Regions from separate parts of the Sus scrofa genome. Here region 2 is linked to region 1. The links are chromatin contacts, called in public HiChIP or PLAC-seq maps. All regions are on one chromosome and are shown on one strand. The core of a region is the stretch at or near the end of the contact, and the rest is flanking DNA. Distances in the headings are between cores, read along the strand shown.

Evidence for each region. HiChIP or PLAC-seq counts read pairs in DNA pulled down with a chosen protein or histone mark.
Region 2: an H3K27ac HiChIP or PLAC-seq map of alveolar macrophages shows a contact between it and region 1. The contact joins two enhancer-like sites. A contact is called at or near these places in 1 of 47 Hi-C or Micro-C datasets (embryonic fibroblasts) and 1 of 2 datasets of contacts at active chromatin or transcription factors (alveolar macrophages).

Annotation. Positions count from the first base shown.
Region 1 is chr13:84,448,616-84,452,806 of Sscrofa11.1, reverse strand. The region is part of intron 7 of SLC9A9 (sodium/hydrogen exchanger 9); the gene reads left to right. Among named protein-coding and RNA genes, the nearest start is that of C13H3orf58, 180 kb to the left of the region's middle. Within about 2 kb of position 2,451, at least 9 of the 83 cell types and tissues checked have an H3K27ac peak or open chromatin away from gene starts, as enhancers often do. A contact at or near this core is called in alveolar macrophages, where this site is marked.
Region 2 is chr13:84,790,014-84,794,204 of Sscrofa11.1, reverse strand. No RefSeq gene overlaps it. Among named protein-coding and RNA genes, the nearest start is that of SLC9A9, 160 kb to the right of the region's middle. Within about 2 kb of position 2,209, at least 5 of the 83 cell types and tissues checked have an H3K27ac peak or open chromatin away from gene starts, as enhancers often do. A contact at or near this core is called in alveolar macrophages, where this site is marked.

The DNA of each region.
Region 1 (4,191 bases), core at 1,202-3,701:
GGGAATTACTGTTGATGGAGAACGAGTATGTTTTTCAAGAACCTAAACAGAGAGTTGGGAAAGGAAGGATTTTACATATCTCCATATTTAATTAGAACTAAAGAAATCTCTAGACTGTATTCAGGGTGGCCATAATAAAGTCTGGAAATACGCATGCCATTATTTTATCATATACTATAATGTAATAAAAATAAACCAGCTATTACATATTTGTCTGTGTTCCCAGATTTGCTGGCCTCTCTGTATCCATACCTAGAAGTGGAACTGCCATGTGGTAGGGTCTAAAAATAAATACTCATTTTTACAAAATAATGTAAAATCATTTCCAAAGTAGTTATACCAATTTTTCTTCTTAATTTTTTGGCAACATAATCAGTATGAAATGAAATTATACTGTGGTCTGTTTTGTATTTCTTTGACTGTTAATGAAGTTGATTATATTTTCATATAACACCTGACCAAAGTTTCTGTTTCATTTTTCTAATCAGTTGTTTTATCATATTTTAATTTATTTGCTTGATTTCTTTATGTTTTACATGGTAATCTGAATTTAGTTACATATGCCACAAATATTTTCTCCCACTTTGTGTCTTGTGCTTTTACTTTTTCATGATGTCTCTTAATGAACAGAATTTCTTAAATTAATGTAGTCAGTTTATAAATTTTTTTCTTTTATGGTTAGCATTTTTAAAATTTTATTTAATAATTTCTTCCATAGCCCAGAATCAGAAAGACATTTTCTTCTAAAGTGTTTTAAAGTCTGCCTTTTGCAGTAAGCCCATTTTCTGGAATTGATTTTTGTGTATAATATGAAGTAGACATCTAATTGAATTTTTCCTCCTCAAAGGGACAATTAATTATTCTAACGTCATTTGTTTTTTAACCCCACTTTCCCCCAGAATCTACTGTGTCCCCTGTTCGATGTGTTGTGGTTTCTTTTTCTCAAGTACTCATTCTATCCGATTGGTCTGTAGTCTATCCTTGCACCAAAAACATACCCTCCTAATTATGATGGCTTTATAATAAGTCTTTATACCTTAAAAGGATACCCATCTTCATGAGCATTTTTTCTATTATTAGTGTTTTACTCTTGAATAGAAATTTATTCCAATGTATATATTTATGAGTATATAGCTTTAACATTTATAAATACATTCTTATATACTTTGAACATATTTGTATACCTTATAACCATATGCACATGTATACCAGGTATAAAAAATATTAGTAGCAACATTGTTCAAAATAGCAAAAACATTTCATTAAAAGGAAAATAAATTTATATTATATAATATTGCACAGCAGTGGAGAGCAATGAAATAAAATTGCTTATGACAATGTAGGTGAATCTTGGAAACATAAGATCAACAAATCATAAATGAACATCTCCTCAGAAAAGAAAATCATGGACTTGGAGAAAAGACTTGTGGCTGCCTGATGGGAGAGGGAGGGAGGGAGAGGGAGGGAGTGGAAGGGATCGGGAGCTTGGGCTTATCATCACAACTTAGAATAGATTTACAAGGAGATCCTGCTGAGTAGCATTGAGAACTTTGTCTAGATACTCATGTTGCAACAGAACAAAGGGTGGGGAAAAAATGTAATTGTAATGTATACATGTAAGGATAACTTGATCCCCTTGCTGTATAGTGGGGGGAAAAATATATATATATATTTATAAAGATCAACAAATCAAGCCCCATAAAATTACATGTAATATAACCTCATTTTTAAAATGATTTTTTTCCATTATAGCTGGTTTACAGTGGTCTGTCATAACCTCATTTTTATAATGTTTGTAAACTATGAAAATTAAACAATATTGTATAAGCATGCATGCATACAGGTGAGAATGCATATGTGCATATGTGTGTGTAGTAAATAAGGGAATTAAAAAAAAATTCAGCAATGTGGTAATTTCTGGAAAAGAGGGAAAAGAATGTGATGGAAAGAAACACACAGAAAGGGATAAGTTATTGGTAATATTCTGGCTCATGGCTTGGAGTGGGTTTCCAGGTATTCAATATACTGTTATAATTTGTAACTTGCGTATGTCTTCTCTACATTCTCTTTCATGTATCAATTATATTAGAAGGAAAGCAAAAGAAAAAATAAGTGGAAGGAGCTATTTAATAGTTTTATAAGTTTAAGCAGCTCGATTATACTGCTTACTTCAATTTCTGGGAAACCTGACTCTTCTATTGTTTCACTTTGTGTATGTGTTAGTAAGAATAACTCCGACTGGCAGGCAGTAGCAGAGATACAAAGGCACCAAGAGTGTATTTGCCAGTATCCCCTGGTTAATTCTTATCAACCACAAAGCCCTATATTTTTCCTTTCTCCTATCTTCACCTTCTCCCTTCTTTCTCCCTTCTCTGTTCCCCTCCTTCCCAACCATGTTTTTCTCTCTGTTCTCTGAGACTCCGGTCTGCTGTTCTCTGAGATTCCATTTTCAGTAGACTGCAACACAGCAGAGCTGGGGAGGCGGCAGCGGGGGGCGGGGGGGACGGGCCTGTGTTGAGTCAGACTAAAAGGCCCCACTCTCCTCTCACTCATTTACTCTCTGGATTCAGAGCTGGCATAGTAATAGTTGTCACTGGCATCAAAGAGAAAAATAAATACACCACTGCCCTGACACAGCCAAATAAGAAAATAAAATAATCTCTAATCTGTCAAGTACAGCCTGAGCTGCTTAGCGGTGTGGTTTCTCATATCCATATCACAGCAGGCATGGGCTCGTTTCCTGCAGCAGAGAGGAGAGTAAAGTTTATGAAGAAAAGAAACAAAAGATAGAATGGAGGGGACTGTGAAAACATCAGAGAGGTAGTTTGGAGATAAAGGAAGTAAAGTCGTCACAGCCACATATGTTAGACACCAATTTAGTCCCTCTGTCACAACCTTGTCGAGAATCAGAATGACAGGACAAATTCTGAAAGACTCAAAAAGGAAAGCAGATAAAATCTAACTCCAAATTAGGAAGGGAAATGTTGAAAGTCATGTAGAAGGAACAAAATGATATGAGAGATGGTTGACATGAAAAAAGAGAAATGTGTAATAATAAAAAGTATAAAAATAATTGAAACATACTCTATTCTGAAAAAACATTCACCTGATCCATATCATCATGAAACAACTTATCCTAAAGGTTCTAACTATGGGTTTCCTTTTAAATTAAATATTCAAGTCTTGGAATTACCTAGTTTACCTTCATTTTTCAGCACCCTGGGGCACAAAGTCAAACATTTTTCTTAATTTGACCAAAATATGATGGAGGAGCTACAGTAAATGTAGCTCAGCTTCTACACACACATGCACATGTGCATGCACGCTCGCGTGTGCGCGTGCATACACACACACACACACACACACACACACCCCATAGCCTGTGCAGATAAAAGGTTAAAAAGATAATAAGGAAAATATATCAGTTATCAATTGCTATATAAGAAACCACTCCCTAAACTTAATGATGTAAGACAACAGCTGTTTTATTACTTCACAATTCTGTGGCTCAAGAATTTAGATCACACTCAGCTAGGCAGTTCTGTGGTTCTCATCCGAGGTCTCTCATGTCGCCACAGTCATTGGGGCTTGACAGGAGTTGGATGGTCCAATGTAGGAGCACTCAGATGTTTGGTAGCTAATTGTGACTGTTAGCTGGTTGGTCTAGGGAACTCAGCTCTGTTCTGTGCAAACTCTCAGCTCCAGGAGGCTAGTCCTGGCCTTTTCTCTTGGTGGTCTCAAGGCAACATTCCAAGATGATGGGAACAGTAGTGCAAGACTCTGAAGGCTCAGTCCCAGAAGTCCTGCAATATCACTTTCAGTGCATTGCATTGGTCAAAGTGTCATGAAAGCAGCCAAGATTTAAGGCATGAGGAAATAGGCTCCAGTTCTAGATGCAGGGTGTGATAAAGTCACATTACAAAGGGGTAGGCATATAGGGATGGGAAGAGTTATTGTGGTCATCTTTGCAAATAATCTACCATAGGTAGGAATTACAAAATATCTTCAGAGATATCAAGGTAAGAGATTGCATTTAAAAAGGGGGACTCAAAATATGGTATAAAACCTATGGCTCCAAAAGGAAAACATAATAGAGAATTAAGTCAAGCTTAGAGGGGCTCACTTGCTAGCCTTCTCAGTTACACTTTCCGATATTTTGAAACCAGTAACAATGAATATGTACCCAGATAA
Region 2 (4,191 bases), core at 960-3,459, 340 kb before region 1:
TAACATGGAGTTATAATTTTCCCAAGAGCGACATGACCAAAGCAGGCTTTGGTGGTGCTATGTAATTCAAACTTCTTGAGGGTAGCTGGTCGGGGCAGACAAGGAGATGCACCACTCAGATCCCTTCAAGGAAGGGCTCCTGTCCACTGCAAAGACTGATTAGCAACTAGCCTCCAGTTTTTATCTCCTTTAGGCTCTCAAGGTCTCTCTCTGGCCAGGAAAGTCACTGGTCAATGGTTAAGCATGGCAGTGGCGCCTTGCCATTTCTGCCCGGTGTTGACTTCTCTAACAGGCAGTCCTTGTTCAAAAATACCCCCACTGAGTTTAGAGAGTTATCTGATGCCTCCCACCTGTCCAACTCTATTACTTCTCCTTTTGTTTTTATAAGTGTTACCCCGCCCCGAAAAAAAAAAAAAGTTAAAACTTCTCAGTCCATCTCAGATTTGCTTCCTGGAGATTCCAATGTGCGACATTGGTGATGCTGATGAGAAGTGTCACTTAGATACTTTCATATTCCTGGGGAACTTGATCAGACTCTAGGAGAGGGGAAGTCCACAAAAACCCTAAAATCACATAAAACTGTGTGTATGCTTATATGAATTTTTCTAAAGGGGCGTTAGCTTTTGAAAAAAATTCTTAAACATGTCTGTCACATGGAATGATGATTGTTAACCCTCGTAATAGTCCTTTCTTCCCTTTATTTTTAACTGAGAAGAGTCATGTCAGAATAAAGACTACTATCTACCATCCTTTGCAGCAAGGCATCAACATCCTAACCAACCCAAGGTCCATGACACCAAAAAGATTACAAACTATACAATAATTCCTTAAATTAATCCCATTTTTAAACTCCTTGAGGTCAGAACTATCTCTTGTACCATACAGTACAACACAGTACCTGGCACCTAGTTGAAATTCAGTTTGAATCCCACATAATGTTTGAAGCTACACATTTCTGCTCAAGTCTTTCTATTTAATTTGTTTCTAGGAGTTCCCATTGTGGTAACAAACTCGACTAGCATCCATGAGGACGCGGGTTCCACCCCCGGCCTCACTCAGTGGGTTAAGGAGCCGGCGTTGCTGTGGCTGTGGTGTAGGCCAGCAGCTATGGCTCTGATTAGACCCCTAGCCTGGAAACTTCCATATGTCATGGGTGTGGCCCTAAAAAAAAAATTGTAATAACAATTTGTTTCTAAATTGAATGAAAGCCTCTCAGGCTATTAATCCCAGGAGGTGGGCTTTTGCCATCAAAATTGAATATGTCCCAAGACACCTATTTTAACCACAGAATCTGATCTGGTTCCAATATTATTTCAGGGCTGATTTAAACTATATACTCTTATCCAGCTTTTTAAAATGGAATTTCCTTTTTATATCAGAAAAGATGTTCCCTTTACCGAATCTCTGTGAAACAACTGAGCAGATGACAAGCAGTCTGTCCCAAGATAGGACTTTGGGAAATTATCATACATTAATGAATGACCCTTTTTTCTATGCTGACCAAATCACAGCAGCCTAGGAATTCAAAAGAGCTTAAATATGGATATTGAAAGTTGATACCTCATGACAATCATAACAGAGAACATTTCAAAGTTTCTTTTAAGTTTCGATATTCACCCACAACTTTTCAATCTATTTCCCACTATCCCACTAAACACCAACTTCATGTTACATTTGAGGTTTAAAATCTCCCCAGTTTTCTAATGTTGAATCCACATATGCCATTAAGATAAAACAAGCTCAGTTTGAACCAAGAGTCTCTGGCTAGTTTTATATCTTATGGGGAAAATCTGAAATTTGAGTAAAGCAATCATTTCAATAAAGGCTTTGGAAATGAGTACTTTTCCTTTTATGGTAAATTGTTCCAGTCACTTCTCTGTTCTCTGGCAAGTCTAAGCGACAACTTAACCACTTTTGTACTCCGTTCAAATCTTGGATAAGAAAAGTTATTCAAGGACATAGATCTAACACTTATAGTTCCAGTGCTTTCCCCAGAATGAATTACAACCTCTGCAAGATGCAGAAAGAAAGTTACAACCCCTGATGTCTTAACTTCCTTCCATGGCACCCGGGTCACCACAAAAGCCTCTTGAGGCTGGCAAGCTGCATCAGCAAAGTCACACAGGTTTTTGCCTGTACTTACTCTGCTGAAGGATTCTATCAGGGCACCCATCCCAGACCCTCATAAGTTGTGTCATGTTTGGCTGTGGTTCATCTTGTAATGACACAGACTTGAAGATGTGTCAGCTGCGGCAGTTCTGGTTTCTTGGAACCTCACATGGTATTTGTGACCAGGCTGCAGAAATTGCCCAAGCAAGACTGACACTTCAGTCATAATTTTAAAGAGAGGAAGAGAAAATTGCATGAACTCTGCAAGGAGTCCACACCCCTGGAGAAGCAGTGTGGAGCTGGGCTGATGGATTTGAATCCCATCTCTGTCATTATTCACTGTGTGTTTCTCATTAAGTTACTTTCCTCTCCACAACTTCCTTCCCTCATATATAAAGTCTAGGATCACAGGACCTAACTCTGTTGTGAAGACCAAAGTAGTTAAAATTTGTAAAGCATTTGGAATAACGCCTGGTACATAGTAAGAATTACATAAATGTTTGTTTAATACATTATTAAGTTTTACCCCTTAGAGGATGCATCTAAGTCTTGGTTTCTTACATAGAAATAAGCATTTACATTCTTATATGGCTTCTCACAAGATTTTTGCACTATTATTAATCCCCAATATGAAATGCATCTCACATAAATACGATCCAGTTTAGCTCCTGTCAGCTGATTCCTACAGTACCATCCATGAACAAGGCATTGGGATTTGCAGAGTATGACGTGGCCAGTAAGCCACAATGCCTGCCTTCAAGGACACTGCAGCCTAACAAAAGGAATAAGAAACTGTGTGATTTTTAGAAAGAAAGAGAAAGAAAGAAAGAAAGAAAGAAAGAAAGAAAGAAAGAAAGAAAGAAAGAAAGAAAGAAAGGAACAAACTGTGTGATTTTAGTCAAGTCTCTTAATTTCTCTCTCTCTGAGCTTGGCTACACATGTCCCTGTCTATAATCTGAGAGGTATCTTTCATCCTTAACAATTTATAAATCAAATCATTTAAAATAAAAGATGACAGCAACGAAGTACAGGAGAAATGCAACGAGTTGGGGGGGGTTCTACAGAAGAGAAGATTATTTCTTAGTGTTTTTCCAGGTTTAGTTGTAATGTGATACATACAGTCTCACCTTAAATTGTCGTTCCTTCTCTACTAATTCAAATTACCTAAGGCATGCAATTAGGTCTGTGACGTATTCTTTAGCATAAATCAGTACAATTTAAATTATGAGATATTTTCAAAATTTAATTATAGAGCCTTTAAGGATAGAGTTTATTGAGAAGTCCTTTCTTCACAGTCAAAGGGGATGTTTTGCACCTGGCCTAAGCCATACAAGTCTCTATCTTAGGGAAGCTAAATTGTCCTGACTCTGGCATAAACAAGAGCTACAGCCTAGGGCAAACTCCCTGTCTGGTACGTCCCCAGAAAGGGTCTCAGATGTGCGACCACCCGCCTACTCACCACTGTCCAATCTGCTCCCCCAGGCATTGCTGTTAATCTGCTCAGCTTTGCTCCTTGGGATATCTGCTGTGCTTATCTGTGTATAGCAGTCTCCCCATCCTCAGCTGGGACCAGCATCTTCAAGGCATAAGAAATAAGAAACTGTGTGATTTTAGTCACGTCACTTAATCTCTCCTGTGATGCTAATGACAGTTCCACCAAACACTCAGGCTGCCTCTTGTTACTTCCACCTGGAGGTCTGCTCCCTGGAGGCCCCTAAGACACCACAATCCTGCACAAGTACACTCCTGGGTCTGCCAGGTGTCAACATATGTGCTCATTATAGAACAATGAGAGAAAATCAAGGCCCCCATTCACGTCAAAAGCTGCTGGAATGGTCCCAAAAGGCAATGTGTCTTGGATTCAAAAATGTTACAAAGTTTGGTAAGATCATTTTCAGATGTTAGTTACACATTGCTCTTCCTTCCAAAGACCAAAATGTGCTATCAGTGATTCAGGGACTGTCACCACCCTGCACTAGCTGGGTGTACCCTTCCAAAGTGACAGACCTTGCCGGCAAGCCCAGCTGACTTTGGAGGGCTTCTTAGATTTATAGTGAGACCTCCTGGGGAGGCCCTTCCCTC